Regions from separate parts of the Mus musculus genome. Here region 2 is linked to region 1. A link is a contact called in public HiChIP or PLAC-seq data. All regions are on one chromosome and are shown on one strand. Each heading gives the region's core, a stretch centred on a gene start, on an enhancer-like site or on the middle of the called end of the contact. The rest is flanking DNA. Distances are from core to core; before and after follow the strand shown.

Region 1 (6,263 bases), core at 1,560-4,059:
GTAAGATATACTGATTAATAAGTTATATATTTCTAAGGCCTACTCAGCTTCACAGTGATGTTCTTGTAGCTTTGTTGTCTTAGCTCACCTTGCTAAGCTTTAGCTATTTAGAGAAACTGAGTCATACAAAATCTGTAAACTATAAAAACTACCAGTCTCCTATGGACTAAAGTTTAAGGCATTTATGGTTAATTTAGACGATAAAGGATCTTCAACTCAACTTACTAAGGCTCAAACCTAACAGAGATAAATTTACAAAATTTAAACTGTGGAGGACAATTAACACAGGCAAGTTAAGAACAGGAACAAGGTTTAATTAGCCTCCTGTGTGTTTCCTAAGTTAAGCCTAAAACAAGTTACTAGAAACAAGGAAAGTTTGTTCAGTGTAGCTATACTTAGTAGCTAACAGTCCTCAAAACTTTTCAGATATCTGCTGAATATGGCATTTAAAAGGATGGAAAACCTTACTATGACAGACAGAGACCCTCAGCTACTAGAGGCAACCCCAGGTCTTCACAGATGATGATGGGCTAGAGAAGAATTCCATCTTGATTTTGCTTTAAATGTGACAAAGCCAGACCTACTGGGTGAAAAATCTGCCTTTCACCAGGATCCTGTATAAACTGTGGACAACTGGGGAGTTGATTGTCTTGCTTTGCTTAGACAAATTAGGCTGATTCCCCCAGGGTCCTCCTCCACTGGAGAGTCTTTGGACCTTCTGGACCAGGCAGGGAAGACTGATACTACCCTGGGTCCTCTGTCCCCAATTAAATCCAGACTACCACAGTGGAACCTTCAGTGGTTGACACATCTGTCTTTTTTGTTTGTTTGTTTTTTGTTTTTTGTTTGTTTGTTTGTTTGTTTTACAAGACAGCGTTTCTCTGTGTAGCCCTGGCTGTCCTGGAACTCACTCTGTAGACCAGGCTGGCCTCGAACTCAGAGATCTGCCTGCTTCTGCCTCCCAAGTGCTGGGATTAAAGGCGTGTGCCACCACTGCCTGGCCACATCTGTCACTTTTAATAGATTTGGAAACTGCTTGGTCTGTACTTGCTGCTTACTCAGGAGAAATTCATCCTTCTCAGATCTCTGATGGTGTGGACTAGGGAGAGCTTTGTCAGTTTAACAGCAAGCAACAGCACAGGCTTCAGGTGCTTCTCAGTTCTCTTCATGCTTAAAAATCATGGACACTCTCCAGAGTTGCTACTGGGTCTCCACTGATCACATTGTTACCAGATTCTCAGAAGAGATAAACTCCCACCAAAGATTTCAATGTAACGTTTTACTATTCTTTTATGTAAAGGAAGTTGTTTTACAGTGACTGCTGTCAGTAACCAACCACCTGTGTCTTGTGTCTAATTCGATGGAAAAAAACTGTAAAGTGTATGTAACTTCTAAGGATATGAGAGGTTAAGTAATTGCAACGATCTTAAAAGTGTGCTTTGAGATCTGTGAATGTCACTTATAAAGGCCATAAAAAGTGCTTTAAATGCAGTTTATAAAGGTCTAAGGAGCCTCTTTCCTTTCTGCCATTGCCATGCCATCCAGACTGAGGAAGACCTGGAAACTCCGGGGCCACCTGAGCCGAGGCCATGGTTGCATCAGGAAAACACTGCGAGCACCCAGGAGGCCACAGGAATGCTAGAGGCATCACCTCAGGATGAACTTCACAAGTGTCACCCAGGTCACTCAGGGAAAGTTGGTGTGAGGCATGACCACCTGAAGAGGAACCAGAGCTTCTGCCCAACTGTCAACCTGGATAAATTGTGGATGTTGGTCAGCGAGCAGACATGGTTCAATGCAGCTAAAACCAAGCCTGGAGCTGCTCCCATCACTGATGTTGTGTGATCAGGCTACCACACAGTTCTGGGGAAGGGAAAGCTCCTGAAGCAACCCTTCTCCTCCCATGCCCTGACTTTATCAGTCCCTCCCATGGTTATGTCAACAGCATCAACCAACAGGCAAGGGAGAGACAGGTCCTCAGGACTGAGGGGCAGGAATGGAGTTGGAACCCACTGTGTTCCCATTCCTTGCATTCCAACTGTTTTTCCATGGGGCCTCCATCCACAGGACAGGTCCCTGGCTCAGCTCAGGGAGAGGAACTCACATATCCTCCTCCCTCAGCTCTCACTGAGTGACCCTGCACCAGGAGCCTGTGCTGTTTGTATTTTGTTAATTCCACACCAACTGAGACATATATAAGAAGAGGATCCTGAATTGAGAAATTGCATCCATCCAGGACGCTTTTGGGGAAGTGTATAAGGCAATTTAAAAATTATTATTAATGATCAGTATGGAAGGGCTCAGCTCACTGCAGGTTGTCTTAGCAGGTCATCAGGGATTGTATAAGAAAGCAGGCTGAGCAAGCCATGAGCTACAAAGCTATTAGCACTGGTCCTCATCCTCTTCTTCAGTTCCTCCTTTAGAATCCTCTCAAGGTCCTGCCCTGAATCTCTTCAATGATAGACTGTGATGTGGAAGTGTAAACTGAAAGAAACCCTTTCTTTTTCAAGTTGCTTTTGGTCATGGGGTCTTATCACAGCAATGGAAACCCTCACTAAGACACAGGTGCACAAGGGCCTCACTCTGCTCCCTGCAGACTCCACCCTCTCCTGCAGCTCAGCTCCTGCCCCTCCCTTGCCCTGTAGCAGCACCACTTTATAGCTCCTGGGGATCTGATGCCCTCTCTGAACCCTGAGGTAGCAGGAATTATCTGGCAGGTCTCATTTCCATTGGGTGGCAGGATCCTGGGAAACCAACCAGCTCCTCAGCAGCGGGCGCAGGTTATAAAGTCCATGCAGCCAAGGGCCTCAGATGCCCTGTATCCCAGATGGGGCAATGGCGCTGCGAAGGCTGCTCCTGCTGTTGGTGGCCGCCCTGAAACTGACTGAGACACGCGCGGGTGAGTGCGGGGTCGGGAGGGAAACAGCGTCTGCGGAGAGGGGCTGGGGCGGCAACGGGGAAGCCGCGTCCCCACGTCGCCCACCATACCTTCCGCCCCTTCTCCACCTACATCTCGAGCACCGCACCCTGCTGGCCTCCCCGCCCGCGAACCCGGCCGGGGCTCCGGGAGGAGGTCGGAGTCTCACCGCGCGCCGTCCACAGGCTCACACTCGCTGCGGTATTTCACCACCGCCGTGTCCCGGCCTGGCCTCGGGGAGCCCCGGTTCATTATCGTCGGCTACGTGGACGACACGCAGTTCGTGCGCTTCGACAGCGACGCGGAGAATCCGAGGATGGAGCCGCGGGCGCCGTGGATGGAGCAGGAGGGGCCGGAGTATTGGGAGCGGAACACACAGGTCTCCAAGGAAAATGAGCAGAGTTTCCGAGTGAGCCTGGGGACCGCACTGAGCTACTACAACCAGAGCAAGGGAGGTGAGTGACCCCGGGTCGGAGGTCACGACCCCTCCACGTCCCCACACAGGAGCCCAGAGACCTCCCGCATCCCAAGTCCAAGGTTCGGGAGCAGAACCCACCTGGAATCGGTTTCCCTTTCAGTTTGGTTGAGCCCACAGGTGGGCGGGGCCGGACAGGTAGTCTGGGGGCGGGAGCGGGGCGGGTGGTGGCGGCCTGGGCCGGGTGGGGAGGGGGTGGGGAGCTGACCACGGGATCCCGTAGGCTCTCACACTCTCCAGTGGTTGGTTGGCTGTGACCTGGGGCCAGACGGAAGCCTACTCCGAGGGTATGAGCAGTCTGCCTACGATGGCCGCGATTACCTCGCCCTGAATGAGGATCTGATAACGTGGACAGCGGCGGACCTGGCAGCACTGAAGACCCGAAGCAAGTTGGAGCAGGCTGGTCTTGCAGAGAAGCGCAGGGCCTACCTGGAGGTCGATTGCTTGACGTGGCTCCGCAGATACCTGGAGCTCGGGAAGGAGACGCTGCTGCACACAGGTGCAGGGGCCCTCGGGCAGCTCCTCCCTCTGCCCTCGGGCTGGGGCTCAGTCCTGGGGAAGAAGAAACCCTCAGCTGGGGTGATGCCCCTGTCTCAGAGGGGAGAGAGTGACCCTGGGTCTCCTGATCCCTCATCACAGTGACTGCACTGACTCTCCCAGGGCTCAGCCTTCTCCCTGGACAGTGCCCAGGCTGTCTCAGGAGGGAAGGAGAGAATTTCCCTGAGGTAACAACAGCTGCTCCCTTCAGTTCCCCTGTAGCCTTTGTCAGCCATGGCCTCTCCCAGGCCGGGTTCTCTGCCCACACCTACTGTGTGTGGACACTGACTCCTGTCCTGCTGAGTGTGTCAGCCCTTGCACCTCAGGACCTGAAGTCGCCTTTACCTGATGGGAGATATGGACTCCCCTACACTAGGCTAATTTGCCCAGTATCTAGAATTTTCATAGAGTACATTTTCATAGATCCCTCCCAGTCTGTTGGGTTTGCATCCCTTCCACAACCCAATTCTCTCTATTCCTACAGTGGTGAATGGTCATGTGAGCCCTTATGGGTACCCTGGAGGAATATAAATCGAGAAATTTCTTTTACTTATTTATCTGTTTTCTTATTCTTCTTTCTTTTCTCTTTACTTTTTCTTTATTTTTGAAGGTGTTATTTTGTTTCTAGTCAGTTTTTGTCTGCACTGGAGTGATCCTGTTTCTCCCTGCCCTTGTATTATCATTTGTATCAGTCTCCACAGGTGCCAGGGGAGACTGCTAACTTGGATAATTAGACGGGTTAAAACAAGGTTCTCATTAAATAACAGATTCTTGTGAACTTAGAGTGTTTCCTGTCAGAACTAAACATCCAGAAGCCTCCTGCTCTCCCTCTGCCCCACAAGTTACAGTGCCCCCCCCCCCAGTGAATCAGGACTTGGACTCTGAGAGACAGGGTCTTCTGCAATCCAGGGCTGAGTGAGAGGGAAGACCACACACCCTGTGAGCCCACTGTGTTCCAGTGAGGTCCACAGATCACTTCAAGTGTCCTGCTTAAAACACCTGTACCTTGTCCCCCAGAGTCAGGGGCTGGGAGTCATTTTCTCACTACACACTTTGTGATGGCTGTTCTCTTGGACTGACAGTTAATGTTGGTCAGCAAGATGACCACAGTGGTTGAGTCTCAGTGGATTCCCTCTTTGCTTCTAAGTCCCAAAAGAAAATGTGTAGTTCTGTGCTGAGGGGACCAGCTCTGCTTTTGGTCACTGTGCAACGACAGTTGTAGTGTCAAACAGACAAATAATTCACTGTCATCATTGATTTAACTGAGTCTTGAGTAGATTTTAGTTTGTCTTGTTAAAATCCTGTGATTTCTTAAATCTTCCACACAGATCCCCCAAAGGCGCATGTGACCCATCACCCCAGTTCTCAAGGTGATGTCACCCTGAGGTGCTGGGCCCTGGGCTTCTACCCTGCTGACATCACCCTGACCTGGCAGTTGAATGGGGAGGACCTGACCCAGGACATGGAGCTTGTGGAGACCAGGCCTTCAGGGGATGGAACCTTCCAGAAGTGGGCATCTGTGATGGTGCCTTTTGGGGAGGAGCCTAGATACACATGCCATGTGGAACATGAGGGGCTGCCTGAGCCCCTCACCCTGAGATGGGGTAAGGAGGGTGTGGGTGCAGAGCTGGGGTCAGGGAAAGCTGGAGCCTTTTGCAGACCCTGAGCTGCTCAGGGCTGAGAGCTGGGGTCATGACCCTCACCTTCTTTTCCTGTACCTGTCCTTCCCAGAGCCTCCTCCATCCACTGACTCTTACATGGTGATCATTGCTGTTCTGGTTGTCCTTGGAGCTGTGATCATCATTGGAGCTGTGGTGGCTTTTGTGATGAAAAGAGGGAGAAACACAGGTAGGAAAGGTCAGGGTCTGAGTTCCCTCTCAGCCTCCTTTAGAGAGTTCTCTGCTCATTAATGGGAAACACAGCCACACCCCTCATTGCTACTGTCTTTAACTGGGTCTGCTGTCAGTTCTGAGAACTTCCTAGAGTCAAGATCCTCCTTGATCTCTCACAGCTTTTCATCTCAACAGGTGGAAAAGTAAGAGACTACGCTCAAGATCCAGGTTAGTGTGGGGGACAGGATTGTCCTGAGGCCATTAGAGTGAAGCTGGAGATGTTAGGAGCTCTGGGAATCCATAATAACTCCTCCAGAGAAATCTTCTGGGAGCCTGAGTTGTACTGTGATATGAATACATACATTTTCATGTACATATACATTTGTTTTGTTTTACCCTAGGCAGGGACAGCCCCCAGAGCTCTGATATCTCTCTCCTAGAATTGTAAAGGTGACACTCTGGTGCCTGATTGGGGAGGGGCAATGTGGACATGATTGGGTTT
Region 2 (6,263 bases), core at 2,146-4,645, 750 kb after region 1:
TTTTCTCTGTCCTATACAAAGTGGTTCTTCTGACCCAAGATGGAGATTTTGGAATTTCCTTTAACAAGCATGTGTGGGTTTAGAAAAGGAGACCTATGTTCCAACCCCAAAGCCAGTTTTAATGTTTAATTGAATTCAGATCATATAGAGACCATTTGCCACTTCTGTCTGTAGAGGGCAGAAGAGACAAGATGGAGGTGGGCGATACCACTTGGCCAGGTGACTCCTCTTCTTGGGACATTTTCTCTTGATGAACCATCTTTTTCTTCAGCTGTTTCATTTGCCCAGTGGTCTCCAGATTCCTTTGTTGGATGCTTTTATTCACCTGGAAGGGGAGAAGCAACACCTGCCCAAACCCTAACTCTCAGGGTTCCCCATTTTGGCCATTTATATCTTTCCTAGGTTTTTGGCAATAGAAAAATTTGAATCCAAGTTACATATAACTACACATAGAGTTGAGTCAAATACACTGCATTGCAGCAAATTAAGAGTACCTGTTATGAATATTAATTATAACCCTTTAGTTATAACCCTTAAGTTTAAGGCCAAATTTTGTTATATACTTTATCAATTTTAAAATATACCCAATGAACTTATAAATTGGGTCTTAGTTTACACCATAGTTTTAAAGAGAGTTTTTGAGAGCAAAACAGAAATTGTAGAGATAAAATACTTTTAGGAATGGAATATAGAGAAAGTACAGGGTGGAGAAAGTTTGGACATAAGACATTTGGGGATCAGTTCTTTTTATAAATATATATATTTTTTATTAGATACTTTCTTTATTTACATTTCAAATATTATCCCCTTAACTAGTTTCCCCTCCAAAAATCCCCTATCCCCTCCCCACTCCCTCTGCTCCCCAACCACCCACTCCATTCCTGGTTATGGCATTCCCATATACTGGGGCATAGATCCTTCACAGGACCCAGGGCCTCTCCTCCTAATTGATGACTGACTAGGCCATCCTCTGCTACATATGCAGCTAAAGCCATAAGTCCTACCATGTGTTTTCTTTGATTGGTGGTTTATTCCCAGGGAGTTCTGGGGGTACTGGTTAGTTCATAGTGTCGTTCCTCCTATGGGGCTGCCAACCTTCAGCTTTCAGATCACTTCTATATGCAGTGGCAGTTGCTATTATTTGGGAAATGTTGGAAATCAATTGCACCAAATTTTTGCCCATTCATCTGTACTAAGGCTAAGATGTTGTAATAAAACCGGATTCCATGGAGATGGAGAGAGAGAGGGTTATAAAACCAAATTCTTGTAGAGGGAATTTCCATAGCTATGCAATATCACTCTCCAGCTCTGTTCTGACTCTTCAGAGCAGACCAGCCTTGTTGGTAATCCTAGAATCACCCACATTCTACTCTATGTGTGGGAGGCAAGGACACTCACAATGTACAGGCACAGGGAGAACAAAGAGAGACAGCAGGTAGTAGAAAAAAAGTATTGCTCAAAATAAAACCCAACCGAGGGGAAAAGGTCCAGAGCAGGGATGGGTCCCTCCACCTCCTAGAGTACCAAGACTCAGGGAAGCACTGGGGCCAACTGAGAGAGAGGGGCCACTCACCAGGTGCTGGTGATGATGGAGGGCCAGAAAGTGGGTCTGCTGTGGGTGGACTGGAGATAAGGGATAAAGTCCCTGAAGAGCTTTGGTCCTCCAAGGGGTGCACAGGCTTGCAGACAGCCTACCAAACCATGGTGCCAATGTTAGGTTTTGGGATTTTTGTGTCATTCAGAGAGCCAAGGAATGCCTCAAAAATCACACCCCCAACACAGCTCAGAAGTGAGATTTACTGTATATGGAGGGTCCTATAAAAAGACACCTTCTGAGCAAGAATGGAAGAGAAAGTGGGTGAGGGCAACAGTGGTAATGTGTCCCATTTGTGGCTGGTAAAGATTTAGCTGCTGGTGTTGAGGGAGGCTGGGAGACCCCTGGTTCTGGAATGTGGGTGGTTCTAGCTTTACCACAGGCCTGGTCTGCTCTGAGGAGTCAGAGCTGAGCTGGAGAGTGACATCAGGAGAGGGACAGGTCTGTCTTAATGAGCACTAGGGTCCATCTTGCTTCTAGGTGAGGTGACTGCTGGATGGATGGAGACAAAGATGACAGAGAGTAGGAAATGATAGGATGAGTCTTAGACACTGTTCTATTGCTGTGCAGGGCCACCATGACCAAGGCAGTTCTGAAATAGAAAGCCTTTAATCAGGGCTTGCTTACAATGTCAGTGGCTTAGTCCTTTCTCATCATGGTGGGGAGCATGGCAGCAAGCAGGCAGGCAGGCATGGGGCTGGAGCAGTAGCTGGGAGCTCATCCTGTTCTATAGGCAGCAGACAGACCTAGACTGGGCTGGCATGGGATTTTAAACCTCAAAGCCTGTTTCCAGTGAAGCACTTCCTGTATCAAGGCCACCCCTCACATGTCTTCTAATCCTTTCAAAGTGCCCCACTCCCTGGCAACTGTCTTCAAATATGTGAGCCTACAGGGGCCATGCTTATTCAAAGACCTCAGAATGTCAAGAATTAAGCAGCAGCATCTGCCACCATCAGTCCAGACTGAGGTAGAAGAGTGTGGAGGGGACCCCATGTCTCTCTCCTTTGGTACTCCCCATTTTGTGGTACACTGAGGGAAGTGCTCTTCATGTTCAGTGACCTGAAATCATTCTGGGAAGGCAGTGATGGCAGCCTGTGTCTAGATCCATCTGACAAAGCCTGAGCCATTTTCCAGCCTGCTCTGTTTCAGGAGTGGGCCCAGGGTGCCCTGAAAGCAGAATATGAGACCCTAAGGTATCTCTATCCCTGCATGCATGGGTCCCTGTTGGAGCAGGCAAACATTTATCCATAAGATCTCTGCCCTGTAAGCCTTGTGCGTGTGCACAGCTCCTGTGGAATGTGCTGGGTAAGCTGTGAGTGTGAGCTCAGGTGCCAGTCCTCTTCTTCCCAACACTTCTCACATGGTGGTCCTCTGTGCCTGCTTTTCCCCAGGCAGGGCCCTAGGTGTCACAGGAGTGTGGGGATGCAGCCTCTCCTGAAGGAGTGCTTATCAGCTCCTCTGTCTAACAGCAGAGGGACTGTGCAGAAAACAAGCTTAGTGTCCTGCTGTGGGCTGTCCTGGTGCTGTTTGTATTCTGATGTTAATTCTGCTTCCTATCCTGCTCCCTATTTTAACTGGTCAGTACCCTTGGAGGAGGCTTCCCTTTGACCCCATGTCACAGCTATATATTTACTGGATCCTGTGAGAGGCTGCGGGTCTTCCTAGTCATCCCAGCCCGCCCTTGGCATCCTAGAAATCCCCTAAACTAAAAGCGGAAGTGGGTCCCAGGTCTTGGGTCCCAGGGGGTCCAGCAAGCTCTGGGAGTTCCTAGGACTGATCCATCCCCAAGGAATGCAGGAATGCACTCTGCAGCTCCTGGAGCAGCTCCAGGTGGGGCTAGGTTGGACAGACTTGACAGCAGGAGGAGGGGACCTGTGTCCTAGCTTTTTAACCTGCTGCTTTCCTTTGGATTATGCAGGTGAAGGTGCAGTATTTTGTCCTCCTAGTGGCTGCAGAGTTCTCCTCCAGGAAGGAGCAGCTTGTGTTTCTGATCAATAACTCTGACATGATGCTCGGGGGTGCTGATGGTAATGCTGCTCCTCCCACAGGGGTCCCTACAGCTTGTGAGCTCTGCCTGATTGGCCAGCTTATTGGTTCTTGGTTCTAGAGGAAATCCTTGGGGACATCTCCTGCACCTTGTGACATCACCACCTAGAGTGGAAGGCTCACAGAGGCTGCTGCCTGGCAGATCATTAGACATCACTGTCCAAAATGAGGGTCCTTTGCTCCCAGGAGTCTGACCCTGTGTGTGCTTGCACTTCTCTCTAGGAGTTCATTGTGGAGTTGCTGTCTCCCTAATTTGGGGGTCTGGTGGCATTTGTGAAGGAGGCCAAAGCCTTGATTGGGCATGGGCAGGATGAGCAGCTCTGAGGGGAGGAAGGTATTCCATGTTGTCATGGTGAGGTGGGCACTGGGAGTTAGGGACAGCAGGGGTGTGTGTGTCACAGGGGAGGCAATGCAGCAGGGAAGACTTGGCTGGAAGAATACCAGGAAAGCCAGGCTTGATGGTGAGCACAGCTGTGCCCTGGGCAGGCTTTGCTGGGTCACCAGCCCTGGTTGCTCTGTGTTGGGTGGAGGGTCACCAGGCCTGATTGCTCCCTGACACATCTTTTCCAGCCCCAAGGACAGCACTAACAATGGTTCTAATGAGGATGATGGACTGAGGAGGTTCTGGGAAGGAAAGGGCAAGGAAGGGAAAGGGAGGGTCATGTCTCCTGCCATCAACCCTGACCTTATCCAGGGTTTATAGAAGGTTCCAGCTTTCCTGACCCCAGCTCTGCAACCACACCCTCCTTACCCCTTCTCAGGGTGAGGGCCTCAGGCAGCCTCTCATGGTCCACATGGCATGTGTATCTCTGCTCCTCTCCAGAAGGTACTACCAGAGCTGCCCACTTCTGGAAGTTTCCATCCCCTGCAGGTCTGGTCTCCACAAGCTCTATGTCCTGGGTCAGCTCCTCCCCATTCAACTGCCAGGTCAGGGTGATGTCAGCAGGGTAGAAGCCCAGGGCCCAGCACCTCAGGGTGACATCACCTTCAGGTCTGGGATGATGCTTCACTTTTGTCTTTGGGGGTCTGAAGACAAAAGTTAGAAATGTCAGGCATTTTTCTTTCTTCTGGTGCCTCTATCAGTGTCCATAAAACTGTCCTGAGAATGGACTTAATCAGGTGGTAGAGGTGAATGTGTACCTTGCAAACTTCAAGGTAATGCAGTAAGAAATCACTTAAGATGATGTCAGATGCTGGACTTAAAACACTTGCTCCAGGACTGACAGAGGTAATATGGTGAAAATGGCCATTCTACCAAAGTAACCTACAGACTTAATTCACTAGTATTAGATTCTCATTAATTTGATGTGTTTAGAAAATAATTTAAAAGACCACTCAGAGTCAAACAGTCTCAGGAGTAAGAACTGGAGGTGTTTCAATCCCAGCCTCAAATTATACTGCAGAGCTCTAGTGACAGAAACAGGCTGAAACTGGGCAAAAATAGACAGGAAAATCAAAGGCATGTGGTAGAGGTGCTGGACATGAAATGTCAAGGCTATGGATACTATTTAGCTCTAAACAATGTAATCACAAACAACCAAGGCAAATGGGTGAACTTAGCATATATAGTGTTATTGAGGTCACACAGGGACAGGAAGAAAATTACACAGCCTTTCCTCAAGTGTGGGATATAGCAAAAAGCATATGTATAAATGTATTCAATTGTATACATGTGTACAGTATAACATGGCCAAAAGGAAACAAGAAAGGTAAATATTGAGAGACAAGAAGAGGCAGAATGCAGATAGTCACCTTGGGGTTGAAACAGGGTAAGAAGCCAATTGTTTTCTAGTTCTACCTCTGTCCTGGATTCTCTCCCTCCCTCCCTCCTCTTTCTTTTTTCTTTGCCTATTGGTACTGGGTTTATATTTGATAATTCAAAGTGAATATTCAGCGGTTCAGAATGGCTATTCTGACTGGATAGAAATTCACTGACATGTCTTGCTTCTGTTCTGGCTAAATTCATTGTGTGATATTTTTATTGTCATTAAAAAAAAAAGATAAATATGTAAAAACTGGAAGAGACAGGGCCAACACCCCAGCTGAGGGTTTCTTCTTCCCCAGGACTGAGCCCCAGCCCGAGGGCAGAGGGAGGAGCTGCCCGCGGCCCCTGCAACTGTGCGCAGCAGCGTCTCCTTCCGGAGCTCCAGGGATCAGTGGTTCCACTCCACGCAGGTGCTCTCCAGGTAGGCTTTGTAATGCCCTGCCTCATCAGCCTGCTCCCACTTTCATGGGGTGATGAACGCTGCCATGTCCACCAAGTCCACGTTTTCAGGTCATCGTTCAGGGTGATGTAATTGCGACTGTTGTAGGTGTACTGCCAGTACCCGCAGAGGAGGTTCCTGTCCAACACCATGTCACAGCCATACATCCACTGGAACCTGTTCAAAGCTCAATGTTTATTAGCAGTCTGTGCTTATAAAGTGGGGAAGTCCATCCCCTGCCATGCAAGGCTTCTTGATGTTTTGTTGCCAAGTTGTTAGCACTAGTCCTCCAGAGCTGTTAGCAGTAAGTCACCAATTCCACAGGTAGTCAGTTACCTCAGGACCATCTCCAGAAGACAGGTTCAGCCTCTCAGCAGGGAGTAGAATCTCAGGACAGTTGTCACTTCAAAAGAAGCCAG

Evidence for each region. HiChIP or PLAC-seq counts read pairs in DNA pulled down with a chosen protein or histone mark.
Region 2: an H3K4me3 HiChIP or PLAC-seq map of embryonic stem cells shows a contact between it and region 1, with 6 times the contacts expected there. The contact joins the enhancer-like site here to the promoter of H2-Q2 in region 1. A contact is called at or near these places in 6 of 39 promoter capture datasets (the 3T3-L1 cell line, 3T3-L1-derived adipocytes, the C10 cell line and 2 more), 1 of 15 datasets of contacts at CTCF or cohesin (the NIH/3T3 cell line), 3 of 484 Hi-C or Micro-C datasets (the G1E-ER4 cell line and cardiomyocytes), 22 of 115 datasets of contacts at active chromatin or transcription factors (the NIH/3T3 cell line, T-cell acute lymphoblastic leukemia, embryonic basal ganglia and 7 more) and 2 of 9 other capture datasets (adipose tissue and liver).

Annotation. Positions count from the first base shown.
Region 1 is chr17:35,339,498-35,345,760 of GRCm38.p6, forward strand. H2-Q2 (histocompatibility 2, Q region locus 2) reads left to right here and starts at 2,810. Exons shown (of 8, transcript NM_010392.3): 1 at 2,810-2,899; 2 at 3,103-3,372; 3 at 3,616-3,891; 4 at 5,258-5,533; 5 at 5,661-5,777; 6 at 5,957-5,989; 7 at 6,163-6,211. The coding sequence starts at 2,836. The coding sequence ends at 6,209.
Region 2 is chr17:36,090,791-36,097,053 of GRCm38.p6, forward strand. No RefSeq gene overlaps it. Among named protein-coding and RNA genes, the nearest start is that of H2-T-ps, 18 kb to the right of the region's middle. Within about 2 kb of position 3,396, at least 9 of the 459 cell types and tissues checked have an H3K27ac peak or open chromatin away from gene starts, as enhancers often do. A contact at or near this core is called in embryonic stem cells, stem cell-derived anterior neural progenitor cells and stem cell-derived epiblast-like cells, where this site is marked.